Regions from separate parts of the Triticum aestivum genome. Here region 1 is linked to region 2. Evidence: chromatin contacts called from public Hi-C data. All regions are on one chromosome and are shown on one strand. The core of a region is the stretch at or near the end of the contact, and the rest is flanking DNA. Distances in the headings are between cores, read along the strand shown. Region 1 holds the start of LOC123105856 (24-methylenesterol C-methyltransferase 2). Region 2 holds the start of LOC123105854 (very-long-chain aldehyde decarbonylase GL1-10).

Evidence for each region. Hi-C and Micro-C count contacts between places; a contact is called where the count stands out from the background.
Region 1: a Hi-C map of leaf shows a contact between it and region 2, with 2.9 times the contacts expected there. The contact joins the promoter of LOC123105856 here to the promoter of LOC123105854 in region 2. A contact is called at or near these places in 2 of 5 Hi-C or Micro-C datasets (both in leaf).

The regions. Positions count from the first base shown.
Region 1 is chr5A:671,105,407-671,112,630 of IWGSC CS RefSeq v2.1, forward strand. It overlaps LOC123105856 (24-methylenesterol C-methyltransferase 2), which reads left to right and starts at 4,744. Exons shown (of 1, transcript XM_044528018.1): 1 at 4,744-6,438. The coding sequence starts at 4,892. The coding sequence ends at 5,989.
Region 2 is chr5A:670,740,787-670,748,094 of IWGSC CS RefSeq v2.1, forward strand. It overlaps LOC123105854 (very-long-chain aldehyde decarbonylase GL1-10), which reads right to left and starts at 3,361. Exons shown (of 3, transcript XM_044528017.1): 1 at 2,593-3,361; 2 at 2,074-2,221; 3 at 1,194-1,642. The coding sequence starts at 3,275. The coding sequence ends at 1,634.

The sequences.
Region 1 (7,224 bases), core at 3,494-5,993, 370 kb after region 2:
TTGGAGAGGCTGGATGCGCCGTTGAAGGAAGACCTCCAAGAGATCCATACCAGTGACCCCGTCACGAATGAGCTGGACCACTCGGTTGACCAGCACCTTCACGTGCGCCTTCTCCTCCGGGAGCACCTTCAAAGGGGAGGGTTTTTCCACTCGGTCCATGGTAAAGGGAGGGAGGCCAGTCGATTGCCCTGGCGTCGACTGGTCTTTGCAGTAGAACCAGGTCGACTGCCATCCGCGAACTGAATCGGGAAGAATCATGGCCGGAAAGGAGCTTTTTCCCCTCGTCTGGATGCCAAGACCCCCACACATCTGGATGACTTGGGTCCTCTCGTCACTCGGATTAGCCTTTTTCACTGTCTGGGAGCGACAAGTGAAAATATGCTTGAAAAGACCCCAGTGAGGTCGACAACCCAAGAAGTTCTCACACAAGGAAATGAACACAGCAAGATAAACGATTGAGTTGGGGGTAAAATGGTGGACTTGAGCCCCAAAGAAGTTCAGAAACCCTCAGAAGAAAGGATGAGGGGGCAAGGAAAAACCCACGGTCGACGTGGGTGGCAAGAAGAACGCGCTCACCCTCCCTGGGTTGCGGCTCGGATTCCTTCCCCGGAAGCCGCGCCGAGTCGTAGGGGATCAGCCCTCCCTCGGCCAGGTCGTCGAGGTCTTCTTGGGAGATCCTCGAGTGGATCCAGTCGCCCTGGATCCAACCCCTCGGTAGGCCAGTCCGTGAGAAAGATCCGCCCCGGCTCGTCGCCTTCCCCTTTGACCTCGCCGTCGCCTTCTTTGCCCGCTCCAGAGCCGCTGTCTTCTCCTTCACCATTGTCGCCGACGAGATGCGTGTGGCGCGGTGGCGCTGGAGCGAGAGCGAGCGCAGAGGAGAGGCGTGAGGAGGAGAAGAGATAATGGGGCGCACTGTTCGGGAGACCCCGGTCCAATGCCTTATATGAGGCCGCTTCCGAGTGGCTGACAGGTAGGCCCAGATGGCTCTGTCAAATCCCGTAACGACCGCACGAGTGATACATGGCGAAAAAGGTGGCGCGGGGATCGAGACGACTCTGCTCTATCTCGTCCGATTACTGCGGCCTCCCCCGTCCCACGCGCTTCCCAAAATTCGGATCCCACCAAATCCGCGGGCAGCAAATAACTTGCCAGACCAAAGATCTCCTCCGCACCGTCGCTCGGAGCCTTACAAGTAAAGAAACTCACTCGACGAAGAATTAAGAATGGATCAAGGCGACTGAAAAGGAGGTTGCTGCCATCACTCGGGTCCGTTGATCTAGAGCAAGATATGCTCATGGCATGAAAAACGAGTCGGAGAGGTCCTCAACTCCTTCCCCACTCAAACCTCGATCCATTCGGGGGCTAATGATGAAGCTATGTACCTAGGGTAGGGTCATGGACCTGTCTTAACCGCCCTACCCAAGGACATCTCTAGAAGAAATCAACTTTCAATCGACTTGAAGGTGTTCCACTCGACAGACTCGAAGCCACTCGACCAAGAAGCGATCACTCGACCAAGATCCAACCACTCGACGACCAAGAGACCTAAAGTCACCCTGCACGCTGACGGTCGGTCATTAAATAGCTTTTATGGTCATCATAGCACTTTATTACTAGCGTTACCAGTAACGCCCTGCCTTAATGTACATTGAACCCTTCGTAACGTGGGCTGGCCGGGGTCCTGGCGCACTCTATATAAGCCACCCCCCTCCTCTAAGACAAGGGTTCGCGCTTCTGTAACTCATACTCACATAATCTAATCGACCGCCTCCGGGCTCCGAGACGTAGGGTTTTTACTTCTTCCGAGAAGGGCCTGAACTCGTAAACCTTGCGTCCTTACAACTTCTCCATAGCTAAGATCTCGCCTCTCCATACTTACCCCCCTATATTACTGTCAGACTTAGAACCACGACAGGCGTATAGCTGGCTGACATCGGCTCCACACGGGCCAAGGGTAGGCACAAGCACAAACTTTAATCTAATCTTCACAAAATTACTTTGCAACTACTATACACATGAGCCTGGCATGTAAGATGATCTTCACCACCAATAGTTAGCCAAAAACCAAAAATACATAGCAATGCCCTCACGAACAATGGATTCAAACACTAAAACCAAAAGAAAACAAATCGGGGGCATTACTGGCATCCATTGGAGAAGATCTGGGAGGAGGACAGATCCACATAGCCGATCCGGTGAACGACTAGAAGAATTGGGGCGCCGAACGGCTCGCGAAGCAGCTGCGGCAGCGACACAGAGGCTAGGGTTATACACTGGTGTGGGACGAATGAGGCGAAAATATAACTCCTCGTCCCGTGCCCACTTATATAGCCCTGAGACCAGAGCGATTGTCCCACTCTTGGTACAACCAGCGGTAGTGAGGGCGGTACTTCTGCTCGCCTGGGGTAGGAGCGGTAGTACCACACACACTACAACGGTTGTAGTGCCCAACGTTATAGCCTACCAGGTGGTCGGTTGAACCACCCACCTGAGCGGTTGTACCGCTTGCCACGGAAATCGCTACTATATGCAATTTTGGAATTTGGGACTTGTGCGTAAAGATATTTAGAGGGTTTTTAGATGAGTAATGGCATGGTATGGAGACAAAGTCACTGAAATAGGGTAGTATACATTCAAATGGTGGAAGATGCAAAGACAAAGACCAACTTTGGAGTGTTCTCCCACATATTTAGCATATAGGTAACCTTAAAGTTTAATATGTCAAAATGAAAATCCAATAACTCCAACTTTCCAAAGGGAAGGGCGGTGGCCGAAGCCACCATGTTTGAGCATTTCACTTGGGCAACGAAGATGTATCTTGAGCCCAATGATCAAATCTTTTAATTGAAGCACATTTGTCACCAAAATGACGATAGTGAATTATTTTTTCATTTATCCATATTCCATAATAAGAAGAGTGTAAGTTCATGGAAAGAACAACACTCCCACTATGTTAAACCGCTCGGCAATTTTTCCTCCTTGACGTCGGAGTGCTTGACACATGCGTCCTCCTCCTTCGCCAAGAGGTCATCGAACCTCCCTGACATCTTGGCTGCCTCCCCTTCTCTCTTTTCCTTCTCCTCCTCCCAACCTTCTTGGGGTCGATTGGATCACCTGCTTCTTCATTGATGTTGATGATGGCGGTCTTGACGTTGTTGGCAATGAATAAATTCCAATTGGGTTACCCACTCAACTTCAACCAACAACGCATGACGATGAAGTTCCTCTTCTCCCTTTCAAGAACAAGTTGCACGCACATGAAGGCTACAAAGAAAGTTGAGAAGGGAGGGGGGTGAGCGGCGGGATGATAGAGGAGATAGTTGAGAGGGGGGGGGGGGTCTCGCAGAAGCACTGCGGTCAGCTCTAAATGTGCGGGCTTCGCCTCAGTTCGGGTGGGCCAGGATGTCGGAGTCCAACGTGGCTAGTGTCCGGACTGCCACAAAGCCCCTCTGGTTTACTTTCGGTTTGCCAACAACGAACACCCAGACCGGTCTACGGACAAATACGAGACACTTTTGAATGGCTTGCGACGTCCGGACAGCTCGGTTCGGACGCTTGCGTGGCGTTGGAGATGGACTAACCATGCTTGTATCTTGGAAGTCCCGTGAATCAAAGAAGGTCCAAAGATGCGCTCAAAAAGCTCAAAATAAACTTTCAATCCACTTTATGAATAAAACACCAACCGAGTCCGTACAAACACCTCGCAAGGCTAGTGACATTTTCCCGGAAAATGTGGCGAACAGCTCATGAAGAAAAAAAACTATAGCTCGCACGTGTGCTAACATGAATGACCGTATCGTGCGAGCATCGTGAGGTAACATGGTTTCTATATCGATCGAGCCAGCGGGCACGCCGTTAAAACCAATGCCACACGATGAATCGACGTCGCATCAGGCTGGAGTCCGACCGATCACATCATCTCCTCCTCTCTTCCCCAGCGAAAAATGCCGATCCACCGAACCAAATCAAATCTGAGTGCTGGCTGCCTGTTTTTTCTTCGTTTTTTTGAATGCTGGCTGGCTCTCTTTTTCTCCCCCGTTCCTAAATATTTATATTTTTAAAGATTTTAAATGGACTATCATATACGGATGTATACAAACATACTTTCTCCGTTCAAAAATACTTTTCAGAGAAATAAATAAAAAAGAATGTAGCTAGAACTAAAATATGTCTAGATACATCTATTTCTTCGACAAGTATTTCCGAACAAAAAAAGTATTTTAAAGTGTATATTCATTCATTTTGCTTGACATGTAGTCATTTGTTAAAATCTAGACAAATATTTACAAACGGAGAGCATCGAAAGTAACTAAAAAATGGCGGCAGCAGATACGAATACTGGCAGCGCAGTGGCAGGAAAAAGAAATGGCCGTACACGTCACCACACACATGGCGGTACGGCAGATTCTCACTGGCTCCGGCTGGCGGAGCCGGATCCCGTGACGTACGGCCACCTGATGTTGGGCCACTGACGCGTGGGTTCAGGTCCACACGTCAGCGAGTGCGCCGTACGTCAGAGGAGCTGCGTCCCCGGCTGGCTGGCGTCCCTTCCTTCATCCCAATCTCACCCACGCACGGTGTCAGACCGCCAGCGCTCCTCCCTACATCGTGCCAAAAACCATCTGGCAGGAGGAGCCAGCGGTGGACCCCACCACCACCACCCCGCCTCCACCATCTCGCCAGAAAAATCAGCCTAAACCCCACAGCAAAGCCCCGAGCGCCGTCGGATCAGATCCCACTCCACCACCACGCACCACCACGCTCCTGCCGGCCTCCGCTCCTTATATTCCGCGGCCGGCCGGATCCCCTGCCCATTTTCCGTCTCCCCCCTCTGTCCTCTCCTCCCTCCTCGAGCTGAGCTGAGCTCGCGCTCGCGGGGAGCGAACGAACCATGGAGCCGGCGACGATGGCGTGGACGGCGGGGCTGGTGGGCGCCGGCCTGGTCTACTGGTTTGTGTGGGTGATGGGCGCGGCGGAGGTGAAGGGGAAGCGGGCGGTGGATCTCAAGATGGGATCCATCACGCGGGACAAGGTGCAGGACAAGTACACGCAGTACTGGTCCTTCTTCCGCCGCCCCAAGGAGACGGCCACCACGCAGGCCTCCGCCGACAAGGTGCCCGCCTTCGTCGACACCTTCTACAACCTCGTCACCGACATCTACGAGTGGGGCTGGGGCCAGTCCTTCCACTTCTCGCCCTCGCTCCCCGGCCGCTCCCACCGCGACGCCACCCGCGTCCACGAGGAGCGCGTCGCCGACCTGCTGGGGGCCAAGCCGGGCCACCGCGTGCTCGACGTCGGCTGCGGCGTCGGCGGGCCCATGCGCGCCATCGCGGCGCACTCCGGCGCCCGCGTCGTCGGCATCACCATCAACGAGTACCAGGTGAACCGCGCCCGCGCGCACAACCGCAAGGCCGGGCTGGACGCGCAGTGCGAGGTGGTGTGCGGCAACTTCATGGCCATGCCCTTCGACGACGCCTCCTTCGACGGCGCCTACTCCATCGAGGCCACCTGCCACGCGCCCAGGCTGCAGGACGTGTACGGCGAGGTGTACCGCGTGCTCATGCCGGGGCGGCTCTACGTGTCCTACGAGTGGGTGACCACGCCGCTGTACCGCGCCGACGACCCGGCGCACGTGGAGGCCATCCACGGCATCGAGCGCGGCGACGCGCTCCCGGGGCTGCGCCGGCAGGACGAGATCGCGTCGATCGCGCAGGAGGTCGGGTTCGAGGTGGTGCAGGAGCTGGACCTGGCCCTCCCACCCTCGCTGCCATGGTGGACGCGGCTCAAGATGGGGCGCCTCGCCTACTGGCGCAACTCGCTGGTGGTGCGCGTGCTCACCCTGCTCCGGATCGCGCCCAAGGGCGTGGTGGAGGTGCACGAGATGCTGTACGAGACCGCGCAGCACCTCACCCTCGGCGGCGAGACCGGCATCTTCTCGCCGATGCACATGGTGGTCCTCCGCAAGCCCGTCGCCGACGCCGCCGAATAGAGCGAGCGATCAAACAAGAAGTAATTTCAATCAATTTCTCATCAGAGGTAAGAAAAACCGGGAGGGAGGACAGGCTTATTATTAGCTAATGGAGCACTACTAGTACAATTGATTTGGTGTTGTAGCCGAGAGAGGAGAGAATAGGAGCGGCCGATGATGCTTACTGTTTGTTGGTGGAGTTGGGCTTTCGGTTTTCGTTTTCGTTTGTTGGAGGAGAGAATAGGAGCGGCCGAGGGAGGACAGGCTTTCGTTTTCGTTTCGATTTTTGGGTGGAGTTGGGCTGCATGCAGGCTGGATTCAGATTTGTTTCTGCTTTGATCCGTGGATTGGATAGATCTTCCTTTTCTTCTATGTATCGTCAGCTATATTTTGTCCTAAAACTCAGATGGAGTCTCGTGTTGCACACTGAAATTGTGCAGGAAATCAATCAGCCTTCTTGGCTGAATCAATCACTCTGTTTCGGTTCCCGTCCGTGTGTTTGGCGGTAAGAAACGGACAAACATTCCCGCGTTCCCCGTTCACTGCGGCTACTCTACCTTATCTTTCTCACCGGCCTCCACGTACGCGGCCAGAGGAAGCTCCAAAGGTTCACGAACTCCGAGCTGTAGCGCGTGGGGGCACTCGGGTGTCCCAATGGCAGGTGGAGCCGTGAGATCGGATCTCGTGGCATAGAGAACTGTGGGTGGTAGGTTGTGGTCGGGGCATCGATCGGTGCAACACAGCACGTGAGCCCGGTCACGGAGGTCGACGCGCCATGTTTCGCCCGCCCGCCCGCCCGCCACCGCTTTCCTTTGTTTTGTTTTGTCCGGAAGAAAGCTGGCTGCCACCTGCGTGCCTGTCCTTTGCTTTTCTGCGCGGCCGCCGGCCCGTCCGTGGCCCCTCGCCAGAGGCCGCCACAAGTCAGTCTCTCTGGTGGCAGTGGCAGCGGGGAATCGTGTCGAAAATATCCGGTGGAGCATGTCGATGGCAGGTGGGGTCGTTCGTGTCAGTCGGCGTGCGCTGGGGGGCCTCTGCCGGTGACAGGACCAGTCTGTCGATGCGCTGGCACGCAGAGGACGACGTGGAACTTTCGGCTTTGTTGTGTAGCAACTTTCAGATAGGTTTGGAATTTACGATTTCCCCATTTTTTGCATGTAGTACGTTGCAGATTACTACTTCCAGACGATATACGGATTAAAAACTCTCGCAGGTTCACCATATTGCTAGCTGTAGCCTCCAAACCAGTTTATACTAGC
Region 2 (7,308 bases), core at 2,111-4,610:
AATCAAGGCGGATAGTGGCCTAGACATCAACAAAGGTGTCAACTCTAGGACCATGAAACGAACAATCTTCAGTCATCTGCCCTGCCAGAGTTGCCGCAACCTTCATCAGCTCCTACACACCTTTCTGCAATTTAGTCCGGTTATCCCCTTTCAGCAATTTAGTCTAGTTATGCCGTTTCAGCAAGCCTGAGCACATCACAAAAGGAAGAAACCGTGAAATACAATTTCAATTGAAATAGCTCTAATTTCCACCACGACGAGCCTGCATACCTAGAGTAGTAGAACTGATCCCTATACTGGTTTGTGTTCTTTTTAAAAGGATTTGGGTCTATTATAAAAGTTCATCAGAAGTACAAGCCACCTCAAACTTGATAAAGTTACATGAGGTCTCTGGACCACCCAATGACTACTATTGCAGTCAAAACAAGCGTCGACGCATTGTTATCACCTCTCCCCTAGCAGAGACAGCTTGACCTTCTGGATACATTATAGCCAGGAACTCTTAGTGCATGTGCCCCTAAAGACCAACATCCTAGAGCCATTGTCGTCGACGTTGAACCCATGAATTGATCTGAAGCATCTAACACCAAATCTCGCCATGACGCATGCACTACGAGAAATCCTAGCCTCGCCGCCCCAATGAGATAACATGAATCTATGCAGGATCTCCATCAACTACGTCCAGTCGAGGAGGATCGAAGCCAGAAAGAGAAAATCGATTAAGAAGCTCCGCCATTCGTCCGTGCGCCGCACCTGTGAAGACTAAAATACACCAACCTAAACTACTAGCCGGAGTGGAGGCCACGTGATTCCCTTCTCCGCCCCCGACACCCAAGCAACCGACAGGGGGGGATGTGAATCCGTAGACACGGCGACGAAGCCTGGAGGAAAGAATTTTCCATAGCCACCGAGGGGAAGGGGTCGAGATGCTTTGTGTGATAAGGAAATGACGAAGATATGTTGACCAAAACATGAAACTGCAAAGATGTGCAGTTTTTACTCAAGTAACAGCGAATATATGCACCATCTTTCTCTATTCAAAAGTAAAGTATGCTAGTAAATCTTGTTGTAGTGTCTATATTTCAGATTCTGAATTGCCTCTAATGAATAAACTTCGTAGTTAATATTTGAATGCACATGTCAGTGAATAATTATGAGAAATATACAGTGAAAGTATTTTTCATGATCAGATGGAACAGTAAATCTTGCCAGTTTTTCCAATTGGTCATTCCCCCTTCCCATTAATTTCTTAATGAAGATACAGATTCTGGATTACAACAATAAAGGAGGCAAAGAAGGAGAGCAATGAGTCGGGGCATTAGCGGGAAATCCACTGTGAATGCTTGCCATTGAAACACTCGCTATGAGACAAAAACTTGCTACCACCATACTAACAACAACAACCAAAGAGTTAAACATGGTACACGACAAATAACTAGAATATGAAACTAGACTCGAGAATTTGCACACACAAAAACAACTAATCAAGGCAGACAGTGGCCTAGGCATCAACAAGGTAGTTCAACACCAGGATCATCAAACACACAAGCTTCAGTCATCCGCCTTGCCAGAGTTGCCGCAACCTTCATCAGCTCCTACACACCTTTCAGCAGTTTAGTCTTGTTATCCCCTTTCAGCAAGCCTGACCATATCAAAAAGGAACAGACAAACAGTGAATACAATTTCAATCGAAATAGCTCTAATTTCCACCACACTTAACCAACAAACCTCCAGGCCCACTTTTTTTCTGCTTAGACCTACAAATCTAGGCCACATCACCACCATATAATAACCTCACAGTTGTAATCAATAAATATAGTTAGTTATACTTTGTTAATTAATTGTAGAAGATAGAAATGCTTATGCTTGTTCTAGCTAGGATAGACATAGGATGAAGAAAATTGCATCACCTTTTTCTAGGCTTGCCTTATGGTATCGGTAGCCCTGTAACAATAAGATGGCACGCGAGGTGATGATCATTAATTGTCCTTTTCTTCTTTGTCAACCCACTCAAGCTTAACTAGTAAATTAGACAGATTTGAATAGCAAATAAATCAATAACAGCAATCTTACTTTATCCGTCCCATACAAATAGTCGCAGAAGGTGAAAACAGAAGAGAAGTTGCTCTGGCTCTGGCCACCCACACGATGATGGTAGTCATGGTGGTCGGCCCCTCCATAGAACGGGATAAGCTTTGTCGGGTTGAATGGAAAGTTGAAGCTGCATTCTCATCAAGCAGTTTGGTTAATTTTATTTATTATAAGAAGTAGCATGATGCATGCTAGCTAGCGTTGGTTATACTAGCTAGTACTCTCTCAGGTCTTTTTTACTCCGCGTTTTAGATTTGTGTCAACTCGAAACTTTGTAGAATTTGACCAAATATATATTAAAAAATATCAACATCTACAATAATACCAAATATATATACTATGAAATTATATTTTATAATAAATCTAACAATATTGATTTGACATTGTGAATGTTGATACCTTTTTCGATAAGTTTTGTCAAAATATAGATGATTTAACTTCGGACAAAACTTGCATGCACACTAAAAAGGAGCGGAGGGAGTAGTTAAACGACTTAATTACCCGCTGTGGATGTCGATGGCCTCTAGGTGGCGTAGGACGAACCAGAGCCAGAGGGTGGTCATGTGGCAGGGCACGATGGCGGGGCCGGTGAAGGCGGGGACGCCGAGGATGAGGACCTCGGCCCAGTGCGCGTAGGGCGCGGCGTATCCGAAGGGCGCCGTGAACTCGTGGTGGACGCGGTGGATGTTGTGGTAGCCCCACCTGGTGTGCAGCAGCCGGTGGATCCAGTAGCCCAGGTAATCCTCCACCAGCAGGTAGACCAACATCTGCGCCGCCACCTCCCCGGCCGACGGCAGCGGCAGCCCCGTCCGGATGCCGACCATCTTGACGGCCGGGTAGGAGACGAGGCTGAGCGCGCCGACGGTGAGGAGCAGGACGCGGCCGGTGTCCAGGTAGCAGCGCAGGAACGCTGCCGGGGAGAGCTGCGCCCGCGGCTGCAGCTTGTACGTGGACGGCCTCATCACGGCGGCGGCGACGCCGTCCGGAGCGGCGCGAGCGCGGAGCTCGAGCAGCGCGAGGGGGAGCGGCGCGATGGTGTAGAGGATGAGGAGGATGGCGACGTTGTGGCAGTAGAGCAGGTGGTCGGGCACGAACGCGGAGTATCGGAGCCAGGCCGCCTCGGCGCGCGTCATGGCGCGGCCCAGCGCCGCCTCCGCCTCCGCCGCCGTCGCGTATGGCAGCATAGGCGACGGGGGTGTGATCGATGATGGTACGTTTCCTGCGTTTTTTGCGGTTGAGCTAGCGCTCGAGCCGCTTTGTAGTAGGCGCTGGCTGGTCTCTGTCGACAGCATAGGTGATGTAGGGCATGTGCGCGGTGAGGGTGCCATGCATGCACGTCGCATGCATGCCCCGCTCAGGGCGGTGATGCTGAGCTACGACGGTTGGTCCGTCATGGAAAGAAAAAGTGAAAAGTGCAAAACTGTACTAGTACACCTAACCTAGGACGAGTGACATGTTTATTCACCTAACCTAGAACGGTAGGCTGACTGACATGTTTATTCACGTAACAGTCGCTCGTCGTACATGCATATGCATGTGCTCGCAACTGCCTGCCTCCGTCGGTAGGGTACGTCCACCAAGCCGACGTTGACGCACCAACCCAACTCCGGCGACGTGTCCGGCCGACCGTGCTAGTTGCCTAGTTATAGTTCTCGGCGAATTTGCCTTCAATTAGTTTTGCTCGTACACGCCCGTATGATCTCAATCATGTCGGGCCCTCGGGGTTTGGTTTAAAACTATAGCTTAGCTGCTTCGATGGACTAGAATTAACAACGCCTTTCAACGCAACTCCGCGGCGCGAGAGGGGGACGCGGCCGTGCTATTCCAGACGAGGCTCGCCAGGAACTCACCGGAGGCGGGGACGACGCGGCTCCAACAGTGCCGTCGACAGAGGAAGAAGGGCTTTGGACCGTCGCATGAAGATCCGATGGTCCCCAAAATAATTGACTGTCGGGAACAACAAATTCAGACGACTGTGCAATAATCAGCCCCATGAAACTGACGCGTCCCCAACAACACTGTCCACCATCATCAACCACCGTCTAAGAGCAAATTCAATTGGGCGACCCATTTCGTCTGCCGCCATTCGTGTGGATCGGCGCGGGCAAAAGAGAAGGCCCAACGCGCCAACTCAAATCCAAATTGAGTCCGCTTCACGTCCGCGCCGACGCATTTGCGGTCTAAATTTGCGCCTCAAATGTGTCGGCGCGGACGCGGAACGGATGCCACGCGCGCCTTTTCGATGTCCGCCGCGTCCCCACCTGGCGATCGTCCAACTGCCCGCGGCCTACCTGGTCAGCTTAATTTATGACCTCGAGCCCATGCATCAGCGACGGCGGTCGTCCTTTTTTAAGCCACCGTGCGGCGGGGCCGTCCTCATCCGCTTCCAGCCAACCCCCGTCCCCATCTAGCCACACTCGCTCCCCATCGCCGGCAAACCCTAGCCACCCCAGCCGTGTCAGATGGGGCTCTTCTCTGACACCGGCAGCAGCAAGGCCAAGGGCAAGTCCCCCGCCGTTCCTTCTCCCTTGGATTTCCGCCCGCCTCCGCCGGCGCTAGCTCGCCGGCCGAGGCAGCGCATCAACGTGACAGTGCACCAGGCGGAGTGGCACTGGCAGCACCACGTGCCTCTCCCGTACCTCGACGCCACCCTGCCGCATGACTGGCAAGATCCGGAGAGGATCCCAGTGCCGGCGGCGCCGCGGTCGTCTAGGGCGCACGCGGAGGAGGTGCGGCGCCGGCGACTGCTCCTGACGCCGGGGCAGCGCCGTGACCCCGCCTACGCAACCGACTCACCCAACTGGGCTCGCTAGTTCGCCTTCGAGCACGAGAAGGCGAGGCGAGGCGGTGTTCGCGAAGTCGACCTTACTGTGCCACTGTCCCGGCTCATCGTTCGCGAGGAGGACCAGACGGCCCTTGCAGCGGTCTACCGGGAGAGCGAGGAGGACGAGTGGCGCAGGGCGGCGGCGGCCGTGGAAGAAGAGGCGGCGTAAGAGACGACCATGGCGCAGGCCATGGCCCTCTCCACGGCGGGCAACTGCGTCCTGCCATCGGTGACCCCGCCGTCCCCTGTCAAAGCCAAGCCGGAGCCGGAGCCGTCCGCCATCGAGCGCTACTCCTGGACGGGAGTAGTGCGCGAGTGGGTCAGCGCGCCACCGGTCTGGGTTGGGGTGTCGCTGGCACAGGAGGCGGCGTACCTCGAACATTGGCGCCAGCGACGGCTGGCCGAGGAGCGCCGCCACAACGAGTACCTCAAGATGCTCGAGCGCGACGCCGAGGACGAGCAGTGTGAGGCCGAGGAGGAGGCGTGCCAGGCCGCGGCGGCACAGCCCGCGCCTGACATAAATGCCCTTTGGAACATGGCGTTCCCCTAGGCCAGCACTGCGCCAACGCTCATCGATCTCATGGACCCCAAGGACAACGACGCCGCCGCCTAGGGCAGCGCGCCATCTCATAGTTTAGTTTGTTTTTATTTTTCTTAAATGCAAATGTGGGCGCGTGGACTCTCGCCAGCTTTCGTGTCCGGCTTTAATGTTTTATTAATGTTTTTTTATTTTAAATATGCATGCATTCTTTTTTGGGGGATCAATAACTCCCGAACGTCAGGGATTTTGGCATTTGGACCCGAACGCCTCGAGTGCCGTCAGATGATTTGCACAAATCTTAGAGCAGGTAACAGAGAAAATTAGTTCGGGATTTTCCGTCGAACGACCTCGTCTTTGCACAAATCTTAGAGCAGGTGACAGAGAAAATTAGTTCGGGATTTTCCGTCGAACGACCTCGTCTCCTTCGCCCCCACCCCTCCCTCCTAGTCTTATCTTTTTCTTTCTCTCACCCACTCTTCCTCTCCACAACTTATCTGTGAGCTAGATCGTCACTGTCGCCAGCTCCTCGCGCCGCCGCGTTGGGCAGTCGAGACCGCATCCATCCGCGTGAATCCACGCCGGCGTAGAGGCGCGGTCGTGGCGAAGGGCGAGCTCCGCCCGCTCGTCTACGTTGTCGCGGCAGCCGTCGCCCCTGCACAGGCGATGCTGACTGGAGCGCGGCGTGACTGGTCCGCGCCCACCGGCTAGAGGTGCGGCCGTGGTGGAGGCAGAGCGCTGCCTGCTCGCCTGCGCCGCGGGGGCGGGCATCTCGGTCGTCTCCTCCTCAAACTCACCGACCGGCTCAAGGTGCGGTCAAACGGAGAGGGCGGCCGCGGCGGTGGCTGGGCCGTACAGGAGCAGCAACGGCGGCGGAGCAATGAAGCATCGTACCATCTTCGCTCTCGTCAGGTGACTTGGGGGAGGCAGCGACGGCTTCCCGGCGTGCACCGGGCGGAAAGCGGAGGCGGGTGCCCTGCGACGAGTTCCCTGGGACAGCGCCATGTGTCCGTGGAGGGGGCAATGGGCTCCTCACCGACAGCGTGTCGGCGTCCATTCTAAGAAGGGAGCCCGGCGGGGAGGTGCTCATCGAGCTCGAGCAACACCACAGCCGAAGGGATCCGACTGGTCCCATTTTTACTGATGTCTGATGATTTTTTTTGCTAGATGCTACTATGAGCTTTTTTAACACATTTTTGCCACGGTTTGTATATGAAATAGTCCCTAAATTTGCCATGCTACGCTTAAATATGAGTAGAACACAATTTTCTGCTGTGATTTATTTAGTTACTAACTTTGCCATGTGAGTAGTACACAAATTTAGTTTTTTGGTCCTATAATACATGGCAATTTCTTAGATTATTACAAATTCTCGAACCGTTGCAACTTTATAATTTGTCAGTTCATTCACATGACAATGTTTGATTGTTTTTGTCCTAATATCATGGCCTGTCTCAATCATGGAAAACTTGACATGGCAAACATGGCAAAATTCTTTATTTTTAAGATGTTAAAAACATGGCAAATTAAGATGTCCAAAAACATAGCAATCTAAGATGTTCAAAAACATGGCAAACTTGGCATGGCAACTAAAATCAGTTTTTTATGGATGCGTTTTTTGCCATGGCAACTAAAAGCATTTTTGCCATGCTTCGTTTTTTTCTCTTTTACAAAGTCCACCCAAAGAATGTTTTGCCATGACAATTACATTTTCATGGGACGATGACAAATAGAGTTCATTGTGATGGCAAATTTATTTTTTATGCATCATGGCATTTCTAGTGCATGGACCATGTCAAAATTTTGGAACAATGGCATGGCGAAATTATTTCTTTTTGCAACATGGCAAATTTAG